Linked DNA regions of Bos taurus: region 2 is linked to region 1. A link is a contact called in public Hi-C data. All regions are on one chromosome and are shown on one strand. Each heading gives the region's core, a stretch centred on a gene start, on an enhancer-like site or on the middle of the called end of the contact. The rest is flanking DNA. Distances are from core to core; before and after follow the strand shown.

The links. Hi-C and Micro-C count contacts between places; a contact is called where the count stands out from the background.
Region 2: a Hi-C map of skeletal muscle shows a contact between it and region 1, with 8 times the contacts expected there. The contact joins two enhancer-like sites. A contact is called at or near these places in 4 of 11 Hi-C or Micro-C datasets (liver, skeletal muscle, skin fibroblasts and 1 more).

What each region holds. Positions count from the first base shown.
Region 1 is chr7:95,981,023-95,988,336 of ARS-UCD2.0, forward strand. LOC104968993 (a long non-coding RNA gene) reads left to right here. Exons shown (of 6, transcript XR_009495407.1): 6 at 356-1,939. Among named protein-coding and RNA genes, the nearest start is that of CAST, 51 kb to the right of the region's middle. Within about 2 kb of position 3,444, at least 14 of the 102 cell types and tissues checked have an H3K27ac peak or open chromatin away from gene starts, as enhancers often do.
Region 2 is chr7:96,057,203-96,064,516 of ARS-UCD2.0, forward strand. The region is part of intron 2 of CAST (calpastatin); the gene reads left to right. Among named protein-coding and RNA genes, the nearest start is that of CAST, 25 kb to the left of the region's middle. Within about 2 kb of position 3,824, at least 16 of the 102 cell types and tissues checked have an H3K27ac peak or open chromatin away from gene starts, as enhancers often do.

The DNA of each region.
Region 1 (7,314 bases), core at 2,194-4,693:
AGAAAATATTATTTTAAAAGTATATACCATTGACCTTAAATTATTAGATGATACAGATATTACTGAGCTATTCGATGTTGCAGATCTTTTCCCTGTAAGGATACAGTATCCTCAGTGGAATGCCATCACCTCTCCCTCTCCAAAAGCAGCATTGGTGCTGTTATTCAGACATCAAGTTGTGTCCAACTCTTTGTGACCCCATGGGCTGCAGCATGCCGGGCCTCCCTGTCCCTTTCTATCTCCCAGAGTTTGAAGATATCTCCCAGATATGAACTCTCCAAGTTCACGTCCATTGAATCAGCAATGCCATCCAAACATCTCATCCTCTGTCGCCCTCTTCCCCTTCTGCCTTCAGTCTTTCCCAGCATCAGGATCTCTTCCAATGAGTTGGCTCTTCTCATCAGGTGGCCAAAGTATTGGATCAGCATCACCATCAGTCCTTCCAGTGAACACCCAGGACTGATCTCCTTTAGGACGGACTGGTTGGATCTCCTTGTAGTCCAAGGACTCTCAAGAGTCTTCTCCAACACCACAGTTCAAAAGCATCAATTCTTCAGTGCTCTGCCTTCTTTATGGTCCAGCTCTCACATCATCAAGAGACTCTTTAGTTCCTCTTCACTTTCTAGAAGGAGCTACCATCCTAAATTTGGTGAGTATTATTCATATGCCTATATTACTTCTTAGTGCATATGTATAGACACAGAAATACTATAATATTATTTTGCAGGTTAGAAATTTTACAAATGGCATTTTCTTCCTATGTCTTTGGCAATTGCCTTTTTTTCCCCAATGTTATTCTTCTGAGGTGTGTGTTATTATATACATCTCTAATCCATTTCTTTTAACTGCTGTACAGTAATCAATACTGCAAGAAAATGTATTCATCTATTCTACTATGTTAGTATGCTTCTAGGTTCTTCCCAATATGTTTGTATTTACAAGAAAAGAGCTTCTATAAAATCCTTGTAAATGCCTCAGTGAGAGCGTGTGCTAAAGTGTTTCCAGAACAGACCCACAGGAGTGGGAATGATGGCTTTACAAGGTCTTGCTGTTAACTTTACAGGGTCATGCCAAATTGATTTATAACGCCACCACTGTCATATACCAAATCCCCAAATATGTGCAGAACTGTTTCTGAACTCTATTCTGTTCCACTGGTCACTGTGTCCGCCAGTGTATCACACCACACCGCCTTCACTATTTTTATATTAATAGTTGTATAGCAAGTTTTTATATCTGGTAGAGTGACTCTCCCATCTGGTCTTCTCTTTCAAAGTTGTTTAAGCTATTCCCAGCCATTTTATTTTACATAAGCTTTAGAATGAGCTTGTCAAAGTTCAACAGAAAGCCCAGTTAAGGTTGTCACTTGAACTGCATGAGAAGAGATGAACCGGAAGAGGACTGACTGCTTTATAGTATTGGGTCTTCCTATCCTTGAACCTGGTTTCCTCTCTCACATTAAGTCTTCTCTTTAATGTCTTTCTAAGAAATTTTGTACTTTCTTTTCTTTTTTAAAACTGAGCATCTTTTATTAGTTTTAATGTAGGCACAGTCTATTTTTCTTATGTTTCACTCTTGGGCTTCCCTGGTGGCTCAACTGGTAAAAAACCCGCCTGCAATGCAGGGGACCTGGGTTCAATCTCTGGGTTGGGAGGATCCCCTGGAGAAAGGAAAGGCTACCCACTCCAGTATTCTGGCCTGGAGAATTCCGTGGACGAATCGGACCCATGGGGTCGCAAAGAGTTGGACATGACTGAGCGACTTTCACTTCACTCACACTTTAAATGTTCACAATGTTATGAGTTAGATATTTTCTTGTCTATTTTATAACTAAGGAAAGTAAGGTTCAAAAAGATTCAATAACTTATCACACATCATTGGTGGCAAGTGACAGGGATGGGATGCAAAGTAAGTGCTGTCTGACTCCCCAGTCCAGGGCTCTTCGTCTCCAGTCCATACTGGCTTGTGATGAGTTTCTTCAGTGACAGCATTTTCAAATTAAACAACTTTGTGTTTAAAAGTGTAAAGTAATAAGAAGAAGAACAAGAATAAACATCTATCTCTCTGGGGAAAACATCAAGAATAGTACTTCTTGCTGCTACTAAGTCGCTTCAGTTCTGTCCGACTCTGTGTGACCCCATAGACAGCAGCCCACCAGGCTTCCCCATCCCTGGGATTCTCCAGGCAAGAACACTGGAGTGGGTTGCCATTGCCTTCTCCAATGCATGACAGTGAAAAGTGAAAAGGAAGTCGCTCAGTCGTGTCCGACCCTCAGCGACACCATGGACTGCAGCCTTCCAGGCTCCTCCATCCATGGGATTTTCCAGGCAAGAGTACTGGAGTGGGGTGCCATTGCCTTCTCCGATAGTACTTCTTAAACTTTAATATTTATATAAATGACCTGGAGATCCTGTTAAGTGTTCCTCTTGATCTAGTAAGTCTAGAGTCTGAGATTCTTCTTTTCCAAGGAGCTCTTTTATGTAAGTATAACAGAAATGTTATACTTGTTTTCATAATTACCAGTTTTTTGTTAGGTTTAATGCTAGGCTCCTTAACATCTTTTATTATCCCTGCTCATGTTATCTGTGTTTTCTGTTTAAATCCTCATTAATGCTGTGAATTAGACATTTATAACTAAGGAAACTAAGCTTGAAAAGATTAAGTTACTCTCCAGTTGTCATAGGTAGTAAGTAAATGACCAGGTAATGCCCATACTGCTGGTCCAAGGAGCTCACTTGGAGAACCATGACTCTATAGTTTTCCTCTAGAAAGTGACCCTTTAATTAACAATGATTAAAGGAGAGAACTCCACCAGATGGCAGCAGAAGCTCGTACAGTCCAACCTGGACTGTTGGACTGTAAAGAAAGCTGAGCTCCAAAGCGTTGATGCTTTTGAACTGTGGTGTTGGAGAAGACTCTTGAGAGTCCCTTGGACTGCAAGGAGATCCAGCCAGTCCATCCTAAGGGAGATCAGTCCTGAATATTAATTGGAAGGACTGATGCTGAGGCTGAAACTCCAATACTTCGGCCACCTGATGCAAAGAGCTGACTCATTTGAAAAGACCCTGATGCTGGGAAAGATTGAAGGCAGGAGGAGAAGGGGAAGACAGAGGATGAGATGGTTGGATGGCATCACTGACTCAATGGACATGGGTTTGAGTAAACTCCAGGAGTTGGTGATGGACAGGGAGGCCTGGCACGCTGCGGTTCATGGGGTCGCAAAGAGTCAGGCACCACTGAGCGACTGAACTGACTTACTGGACTGACTCCACTTTTCTGCTGATTGTTCCTGGTGGATGTCTGACTTAGATTACTTCAAAGAGAGGAATCTTGTTCTCTTCCCCCTGCGTTTCTGTGATCCCCTCCCTACCACAGGGCTTAACTGTGGACGACGGGTTTTCAGCAGGAGCATCCAGCTGGGCACAGGGTATTGTGCCCACAGCTCCTCTCAGAAAGCTTATTTCAAGAGGCTTGTAAATGAGAGTGAAAAATTGTTTCCTACCCTTTGCTGTTTCATCATAGTAAGGTCAATTTAGGCACTTAACCAAGAATGGGAGGCATGATTTGAAATGTTTGGCAGGATATGAGAGGAGGAAATGATTCATTCATTATGGGACAGGGCGGGGGGCGGGGAGGGAAAACTGTTCAGGCAGATAAACCTGCAGCAGAGTCCAAAGATTTAGGGAGAATTCAAGGAATATGTGGGCAGACCAGTCGCTTCAGGCAGGAGCCCAGACCCAGCTTTGCTGAGGGTCCTCAGACCGTCCCTCTTACTCAGCTCTTCTTCTTGTTTTTTTTTTTAAATTCTTCTGAACCTGACTTCCCTGGTGGTTCAGATGGTAAAGCATCTGCCTACAATGCAGGAGACCCAGGTTCGGTCCCTGGGTCAGGAAGATCCTTGGAGAAGGAAATGGCAACCCACTCCAGTATTCTTGCCTGGAGAATCCCATGGATGGAGAAACCTGGTGGGCTACAGTCCACAGGGGTTGCAAAGAGTCGGACACGACTGAGCAACTTCACTCTCACTTTCTGAACCTGAAGAAGATTAATTATGGAAAGGAATTCTCATGTTCCCATCCTGAGCTTGGGAAGGTGAAAACAGAATGACAGACTCCTGACTTTGACTCACAAGCCTGAGCCTGGGCCCTGGGGAGGCCCCAGGGTGCCCTGAGAAGGCTCCAGCATGGGGAGGTGTTGGTCAGTCGCTGGGGAAGGCCCACCTCCTTGTGGCCCTCATTCCGCAGTAATCATCTCTCCCACTGGTGTAGTCAGCACACATGTCTCCGAGCTCTCTGCCCGCATCTCTCAGATGGCTTCATCAGGGGGCACATGAGCTCATGGAGAATGAAGCAAACCAAAGAGGGTTGTTGGAGGCTCTGCTTGGCTGAGACCAGCACTGAAGGAGAATATAACCTAGTCCGCTGCTCTGGAAACCAGGCAGGCCAGAGAGCCTAAGAGGGCTGGCCAGGGGATCGTGGTGATGAGGCTCTCACTGGCCCTTTTAGTTAAGGACCACTGCTTCAAGCCTTTGCTGGGAAGGAGGGCTCAGGGGACAGGTTCCATGCCAGTGAGGCCCAGAAAGCTGAAGTTCAGCGAGGTCAGGGCCACTGCTCCAAATCCTATGGCTGCAAAGTGTAGACTGAGCTATGAACGCAAGACTCCAATGTGTGAGCTCTCAGACGCTGGGCTACAGCCCCCAATAGTTGTTTTATTGAATTCATTTATTTTGCAAAACACACACACAGAACACCAGAAATAAAAAACCAATCATCTAGAGACAGGTGAGTGGCAACAAGACTTAGAAGATCTTAGACAATCAGCTCTGAGCCCCACAGCTTTCCTCTGGGTCTGAAGATTCTGCCTCTGTCCCCATGAGGCGTGGTGCCCTGGGCTCTGGAACTTTCAGCCACATTTCCCTGCTGTGGCTTTGACCACACCTTCCTTATGGCTCTCCACCTTCTTCCTTTGATATATGTCAAGGCCATAGCCTGAATCATAGGTTAATATCCTGGGATTAGTTGCTACTGTGAATCATTTCAGAAAACAAAGACATCTTTTGTTAAAAAAAAAAAAAAAATTCTTCTCAGTTAATTCTTGTTATCTCACCAGTGGTTCTCAACTCTGTTCTGGTCACAGATTCTCCTGAGAATGTAGTGAAAAGCTACAGACCTGCTACCCTATAAAACACACACACACACACACACACACACCCACACACACACACACACACACGGACACACAACTTCAGGAAGGCTCATATACCCTCTGAATTCTATCCCGAAACCTCAAGCTGGGAACCCCTGCCTTAGATGGCCATTATTTGGTGTATTTAAATTGAGGCACACTCACAAAATGCCATTGGCACCCTTCAGTAAGGAATAAGAGAGAATAGGAAGGGACAGAATTTGGAGGTTATCTTGAATCATACATTTTACATCTTTAGGTGAGCATAAATAATAGTGCTTTAAAAGCTCTAGAAGAAGCATTTTCATAGGAAAATGTTAAAGGTAATTTATTGTTCGCAGTGGTTGCATCAGGTGAAAAATGAGGGAGCAGGATTTGAAGGACACTTCACAGTGGGGCAAGGACCCGGGCTCTGCCCCACAGAGTACATGGACCTGCTCCCTGGATAGGACTGGGCTCTCCCTTGCTGTTAGCTGCTGGGTGTGTGGAGCTGGGGGGTCCTATCTTGGGTTGGGGGAACAGACCAGGGGAGACTTTAGTTCCATCACACAGTACTGCTAAGGCTACTCAAGTCCACCTCTCAAGAGGGGAGCAGACTCCCAAGTCCAAGGTAAAGTTGAGCACCTTAGGAGGCTAGAGCCAGCCCTTGAGGAGCTCTGTCTGGGCTCTGTGCTCCTTGGGGTTTAAAGATGCTATGACAGGGCTTTGCCATCACTCTTCCATCTTGGTTTGCCTGATGCTCTCCTGAAAGTCTTGCATCTCAGGAAACCCTAGTCTTGGGCAAACTGAGATAGTTGGTCACCCAACTTGAGCCCTGGATAGTGACCTTCAGTAAGATCTTTAATCTCTCTGAATGTCAGCTTGCACATCGATAAACTAAGGCTATCAAACCTGTGTTTCAGAGTTTATGAAGATTAGATTGGTGGTAACACATGTCCAGGGCTTTCCAGGTGGCTCAGAGGTAAAGAATCCACCTACCAATGCAGGAGACGCAGGTTTGATTCCTATATCGGGAAAATGCCCTGGAGGAGGGCATGGCAACCCACTCCAGTATTCTTGCCCAGAGAATCCCATGGAAGGAGGAGCCTGACAGGCTACAGTTCATAGGATCACAAACAGATATGACTGAGCACACGCGCACAAATGCATGTACAGGTCTTTCTCAATTTACAATGGGCTTCCTCCTTGCTCCAGTATTGTCCAGCCTGGAGAATTCCATGGACTATATAGTCCATGGGGTCGCAAAGAGTCAGACACGATTGAGTGACTTTCACTTTTTATCCCAATAAATCCATCATAAGTTGAAAGTATCGTAAGTAGAAAATGCATTTAATACCCCTAACCTACTAAACAGTATTCTTAGCCAAAGACCCTGATGCTGGGAAAGATTGAAGGTGGGAGGAAAAAGGGACAACAAAGAATGAGATGGTTGGATGGCATCACCAACTCGATGGACATGAGTTTGAGCAAGCTCCAGGAGTTGGTGATGGACAGGGAAGCCTGGCATGCTACAGTCCATGGGGTCACAAAGTGTCAGACATGACTGAGCAACTGAACTGAACTGAGGGCTACTAGAATACCTACGTTTCCCTCCTCAAGTCTCCCAGGGCCTCTCGGGCAGGTAATGAAGCCCAGCATCCATCTGGAGTCAGGAGTACAAGCCTAAGGTTAAAATGTGATAGTGGCTAAGTCAACCATTAACTCCCTTTCTAAACTCTTTTCTCTTCCTTCTTAGAACTCTTAAAATTTCCCACAGGAACCTCAGATTCTCTGCCTTTCCCTTCAAAAATTTGCCCTCAGGAAAGGAGTTGCTAGCAGACATCTGTACTTTAAGTGATTTAAAAGAAACTCCTAAAAGGGTTGGCATTTTAAATGTCTTGTAACATACAAGGCCTTGTCTCCCTGTAAAGGAAATTCCAAGGCTTCCCTGATGGCTCAACGGGTAAAGAATCCACCTGCAGTGCAGGAGACACAGGTTTGATCCCTGGGTTGGGAGGATCCCTTGGAGAGGGAAATGGCAACCGACTCCAATATTCTTGCCTGGAGAATTCAGTGGACAGAGGAGCCCAGCAGGCTACAGTCTGTGGGGTCACAGAGTCACACACATACAAAAGAAATTCCCACACTGGA
Region 2 (7,314 bases), core at 2,574-5,073, 77 kb after region 1:
TATAGTTCTGAGATCAGACATTCATTAGGCACCTGCCTCAGTTTTCTCTTTGACCTTCACCTTTGTATTCTGCTAGAGTTTCTGAACTTTATCCCCCATATTTTTATTTCTGTCATTTAAATTCTGCTCCTTGAAACTTCCAATACAGGTTTAAATTTTGCCTTTTCCCCTGTTGCATTGTACCCCTCTCTAATCCAGTCTTCCTGCCCTCTCTCTCTGTTTCACTCTGTTATTTTCCCATCTCCATCTTCTCTGTGTCTGTGGCTCTCTACCTGGCTTTCACGGGGGCAATGCCATCTCGTTTCCTATTAAGGATGCAGACAGTCTTCTGAAATTTTCTTCTTGTAGTGTATCATTTTATGAGATTTACTGTCTCAGTCTTCAGGAAAACGGCATCTTTCTTGACTGTTTTCCTTCTTCTCACTTATCTGATTAAATGTCTTTTTTTGGAACTCAGGCAAGGCCTAGGAGGCCAAAGTTTTTCTGCAAACCAGAGGCAGTGGAGGATGTGGTGAGTGGGTGGGAGGTGGCCTTTCCCGGGAAGCCTCCACAGGGTCCTGCTCAGTTACTGTCAGGGTGGAGATTTTACCTCAGTTTTGGCAATTCCCTGACTTCCTTTGTTGTTGAGTCAAATTCCAGCCTCTTCTGTGAGAAGATGATTAGAAAACTGCTGTCGAGATTATTTTGTAGTAGCCATTCCCGGAGTGGTCTCCTAATGACTCTCTTTCACGTCTTGAATCCAGTCTCCCCTTTTCTAGCCTCCTTCGGGTATAACCTGTGAAGTAGGCCTTCACTGCGGACTCTGTTCTGTTTATTAACTGTGTGTAGCTCCTCATGAGTTTCACCAGAAGGGCTTGAGGTGTAGGGCTTCGGGAGCATTCCATGTCGCCTCTTTTCTGGAATTTCTCTGACTGGTTTCCGGTGCGTGGGCCTCGTTCTGTGCGTGTGTCGTCATGACGTGCTTTAGGTACTGCTTGCGTCTCAGCGCCTGATACTTGTGTACGCACGTAATAGAGTTTGTATTTTCTTATGTGGAGCCTGCCATATGGGTCTTCGCCAGCCATCTATGGATTTAAGGTCAAAACCTATGGTTAGAATACCAGCCATTATGTAGCCATTCAAACAGCCTGTTTATCGGAAGACATGTTTTCAGGTTGAATTCTGAGAAAAACACAGGGAGTTTCTCAAATTCAGGACAAAAATTCTTTGCCGTCTTGAGACCACTGTAAGAGCATCTTCTTTCTCATGTGCCGTGGGAGCGCTGAAAAGCTCCCCAGTTAGCCCGCCCCCAGTCCACAGTGCCTAAAGAGGCAGCACGCTGTAGTTGCTGAGAGCAGGCCCTGGAGTCCCAGTGTGTGGACTTGTCCCCAGCTCTGCAACCTCCTAGCTGGGTGTTCTTAGGCAGATTCCTTTGCCTCCCTAAGGGTACCTTTCTCATGTGTCCATGGAGACAGCGATAGGTTCTACATGAGTTAATGTGAAGATCAATGAGACCAAGCAAATGAAGTGTCTAGAACAGTGCCTGGGACATGCGACGGTGTTAGCTGCTATCATGGTTATTATTATTACTACTGTTATTACTTTTACTAGCCAATGAGGAGAACTTGTTTGGCAATAAAGGTAAGCCCCTTATAGCTTTAGAGCCAGGACTCAAATTCTTTTGTTGACTATATATTGCCAAGCCTTTCCCATTAAAAAAGGAAGGAAGTTTGGTAGTTCATTAAGCTTAGTAGTCTTTCTTTGTTTCAAAACAACTCTGTTAACACCCAAAAATATATGCCAGTTGCTAGAAAATACAGTCCCTCTGTAACCAAGAACATGAAAATAATTTGCTGTTAAATTAAGAATCTGTGATATACAAAATGTTATCTAAGTAGTAGTGAGTGACTAATAAAAATAGTTATTATTGCACTTCAGAGTAATGAGCCTAACTGCGTAAGATCTTAGGTCCTACCAAAATTGTCTCTGAAGACTATACCTTATAGCATAGGGAATTAGAATAAAAGTTAAAAAAAAAATCAAAGGAATTGAATAGAAGTTACATTTCTTGGCTTTAGAATAGATCTTAAGTCCTGGAAACCCGAGGGACAAATCAATTAAATATTAATCCTGAAATACACTGTTTTAACATTTATATTTTTTTCAGTCTTCTCTCTAGACTTTATTAGCTTCTAAAAGATAATGGAATGACTGATTCAGAAGGGAGGATGACCTAAAATTGTGCCCACAGCAAGAAACCTTTATCATTTAAGGACTGAATATGTATGATTCTTGTCATAAAGTCAGTAATATTTTATCATATACCAATGTACATAATAACTTGTTAAGACCTTCCAAAAACAGTTCACTTGTGAAGTCAAAATCTCTTAGCAAGTTGACATCATAAATTAGTCTTTTATATTTCAATCCACATTATTACAGAACCCTTAGTAAATGTATAGAGCGCTGTTCATTTCAGTTCAGTTCAGTTGCTCAGTCGTGTCCAACTCTTTGTGACCCCATGGACTGCAGCACGCCAGGCCTCCCTGTCCATCACCAACTCCCAGAGTTTACCCAAACTCATGTCCATTGAGTCAGTGATGCCATCCAACCAGCTCATCCTCTGTCATCCCCTTCTCCTCCCACCTTCAATCTTTCCCAGCATCAGGGCCTTTTCAAATGAGTCAGCTCTTCACATCAGGTGGCCAAAGTATTGGAGTTTCAGCTTCAGCATCAGTCGTTCCAATGAACACTCAGGACTGATTTCCTTTAGGATGGACTGGTTGGATCTCCTTGCAGCCTAAGGGACCCTCAAGAGTCTTCTCCAACACCGCAGTTCAAAAGCATCAATTTGTTAGTATCATAAAAATTTATTTTAAACTTTGTTCCTCATCTCCTAGGACATTACATGAGATTATGCAATATTTCTCAAGTTTAAGCATGCCTATGAATCACCTGGACATAGTATGAAAAATTCAGACTCCTGGGCCCAGATCAGGGTGAGATCAGGCTTTCGGTATTTTTCCCAGTCACTCAGGTGACTCTTCTGACGGTGGTCTTCTGAGCACTTTTCGAGTAACACAGATAATTCTTACAGATCTCATAATGCAGTTCCTGGAAAATATGAGCTTTTCTTCCTTTTTTTCCTTTCTCATTTCCTTTTCTTTTTGAAATGCCTGCCCACCCCACCCCATCCCTCAGCCGTCTCCTGTCTCCATGTCCTGGGGACAGCGTGGCTCTGAAGCACATTGAGGGCACTGTGGTTTCAAGGAGTCATTGGACCAGATGGGGAGGCTTTGGTTGCAAGGGAGAAATGCAGAAATGCAAACCCTATTTCTTCCTACTTCTCCTAGGACCTCGTTCCTTAACTCTTCCCTCATTCCTTTTGTTATTGTTGTTTTTGAGTCACTAAGTCGCATCCCATTCTTTTTTTTTTCTTTTTACTCCTTATTTAATGACTCCTCTTTAGACGACATTTTAGTTTAGTCTTCCTCATCATGAACTATTTTAAAATATTTCGTTTGAAGCTGCTCAAGCTTCCATTCCATCTTCCTTTTTAACCCTCACTGCCAAAATTCTTGGTTGAAATTATTGAAGAAGCGAGTAGGGAGAAAGAAGAGAGAAACCAAAAGCAAATGTTAATAAATGGCTGCCTGAAGTAGGTAGGAAGGAGACACCAGTGAACGAGTCAAAGAAGCAGAAACAAAAGGGGTGGGGGAGCCTGGATGTTGCCGGGTCATGGGTCGGAAGGCTGGAAGGAGCACCTAGGCTGAGGATAGACCCGGGACTGGGAGCTGAGGGAGCTTTCTTGTTTGGAGACTGGGATATCGTCGGTTCACTTGAGAGCTGTTTCTGTTACGAGCCAGAGGCTGCTGAGTCAGTGGAGATTCGGCACCGATGACTCTTTTCCTCCAGTGTACGTGCATTTATAGTGAGCATCAGATAAAACAAAAGAAAAGAAAAAGTTTAAATCAGTGTTTATTTACACAGAAAGAGATAAGTGTTGCCATGTGTCACATGGTACAGATTTCTTGGATTGCTTGCCAGGTGTTTATAGGTAAATGGATTCATTTATCAATTGACCAATATCAAATAAGAAAGACATTATTTGGGAAGAGCTCAGGAATGAATTCTACACATATGTTTATCTTAATCATTAGGACTGTGGGCTTCGTGGTTGGTTTTTCACGTTAAGGTGGGCACCCCTGTTCTCTTTCTTTTTCAAATCAAGTCTCTGATTCCTAAGCGATCTAATTTGAGCTCAAAGTACGTAATGTTTGGACTTCAGCACCTTCCAGAAATATATCACTCTGAAGTCTGCAAAGTACAGTTTCAAAGAAAACACTTTTTTTACAGGAAACAGAGAGCTAAAGTGATCTCATGTTCACATTCCAATTTTGGTTTCACTTAGTGCTTGGGATAAAAATTACTTCTCTGAATGCAATATTGTTACTTTTTTTTTTCCTGCTTACCTTCTTAAAACACTGAGTTTACTCAGTCAAGTCTGAAACCATGCATCTCTTTCCCAGAAAAATGAAAGCTGACAAGAAAGTTGAATGACTAATTTTTAAAATATTGCATTTAAAAAATAATGAGGGTTCCTTGTACCAGCTATATGATGAGAGATTGCTGAACTATTTGTTAGATAGGATCTGGTGATACCTGCCTAACTTTAAAAATAGGATTCAGGGGACACCCAGTGGTTAAAAGGAGGAAATTCCTCCTGAGGTGCAGTGTTCAGTTAGAATAAGTATTTCTTGTCTCAGCAGTCAAAATGTTGATACATTGCTGATTTTGTCTTTCTGAATAAGCATATGTTAGCTGTATGTGTGTGCTTTAAGAAGAAAGGGACTTGGTTTTGACATTTATATGAATTTTCTTCAAGTATTTGAAAACTTACAAATTATAAGGTTAGAAATGTTAGAAATGTGATTAAACTTTTCTTTTAATGAAGACACAATAATATTAATAAATGAGAAATAAGCAACCCAGAGTCATAAATAAGAAAAACAATTAAAATTTTTTGACCCAGAAATTCCAGTTCTAGAAATTTTTTTCAAATACATAATCAGAGGTGTACTTGATGCCTGTGTACAAAGTATTCACCATAGCTTTATTTACAGTGATAACAAACTAGAGAAACAAACATACAGCTTTAATGAACTGGTGACGTTAACAGCACAAAAATAGTGAGTAAGGTATCTTTAACACCATGCTTTCAAGAACATTTAACAATGGAGGAAAATGTTTATGATAGGTAAAAAACGATGATAAAAGACCAGTAATTCCATGTATTTAACAAATTGTGTATATTTTGATTTGCATAAAAATAGAAAAATAACTGAATGTGGTTGTCTTGATTGGCAAGATTTCGAGTAATTTGTATTCTCTTCTTTATACTTTTCTCTTTATTCTAAACTTTTTTTTTTCATTAGAGGGAGAAGAATAATAAACAGCATAGATAATAAAAGGATAATGGAAGAAAATGTTGTAACAATGATCAAAGCTAAATCTGTGAATCTATCTGCTTAGACCTTAAAGGGAGAAATGTTTTATGTGCCTTTTTCCTTTGGAACCTTCAAGAGATGTTTCCAGAGTAAAGCTGCTGCTGCCACCCTTTGTGTGTGTGTGTGTGTGAGTGTGTGTGTGTGTGTGTGTGTGTGTGTGTGTGTGAGTGTGTGTGTACACACATGTGTTTGGCTAGAAGGGCACTTATTATATACGGACAGAGAATCAGGATTTAAGCACTAAGGCTGCATGGAGAGCGAGGATTGTTAATTATTTTTAGTTTATGTTCCTTTTGAAATCCAATGAAAACTGATTGTTTTCTCTGAAAATGACACATGTATATGAATAAAAGAATTTTTTAAAAAGTGACATACAACTTACATAGGTTCAGAGATACACACCATCCCTACCTGGGACAGGGGGAGGAATCTTATTGAGTAGCTATGTTTAGGAGTTATCATCTAATATTTTCCCAGTTGGATTAGTGTTGATGTCTGAAATTCCACCAGTAGCAACTTCCTTAACCTCTGAAGTAAGGATTGCCTTCCTGTGCATCCTCTTTTAAATTGTAGATATTTGTAGGAAGGATAATATATTAATTATTAACATCTCGGTGAGAAGTAGTTTAATAAGAGAGAAAGCAAATTATGTAAACACTATCTTTATAGATTTGATAAAGGTAGTAAAGAACTAGTGATCATTTGATATTGAACATATGTAGGGGTTACACACACACACCTTACAACAACCCCCATTCTCCTAATGAGAAAATCGAGGCACAACTTGATTAAATAACCTGTCCAAGGTCACACAGTTATATAATAGTGGACCCCAGGATGGAACTCATTTTCCAGAGTCTATACTCTTAACTCGGAGAAGGCAATGGCACCCCACTCCAGTACTCTTGCCTGGAAAATCCCATGGACGGAGGAGCCTGGTGGGCTGCAGTCCATGGGGTCGCTGAGGGTCGGACACAACTGAGCGACTTCACTTTCACTTTTCATTTCATGCATTGGAGAAGGAAATGGCAACCCACTCCAGTGTTCTTGCCTGGAGAATCCCAGGGATGGGGGGGCATGGTGGGCTGCCGTCTATGGGGTCGCACAGAGTCGGACACGACTGAAGCGACTTAGCAGCAGCAGCATACTCTTAACTAGTATCCAAAACTGTTTATAAAGTTATCTATTTAAAAAAGTCTACCTAATGCCAACTCCATAGACTTTCTTAAGGCTGTTGTCAGTTTTTGTAACTCACTTCTCTGACTCTTCATTGCCGTCTTTCTTCCTCATGCCCTCTTTTTACTCAAAAGATCTTTAAGCCAGGTTAAATCATTCCATTCCCTTGGCTCTAAAATGTAAGGGAGTGTAAGGACAGCTGCGCCCTCCTGGTGGACAGGAAGTGGGGCCCCAGGGAAACTGAGTCCCAGCACAAGTGGAGTGGGAGAAGAAAGCATCCTCCCAACCCCCTGTCAGTGCGGCCACCTCGGATAGAGAGACCTGAGCTAGACCACCCCCAGGCCTTCTGCCTGGAGACCATGCATGGCGCTGAGGAATCGGGAAACAACTCCATGCTGGCCACCATAACGTGCGTTACTAAGACTGCTGTGGACGGGATGATTCATTCAGTGAGTGAATTTCTGTGTAATAGGTTATGAGTTGATCTTAGGGCTTATCATTGTGACCTATTAAGCAGTGTTTCTCAGGGACTAACATAGCCTATTTACTGAACTGCATTTGGGGTAGCACCATTTATACGTGTTTCTGTAGTGAAAGCAACTTGTATTTGTCCGTAGACTACTTACAACCATGGTGTAAAAGAACATTTGTG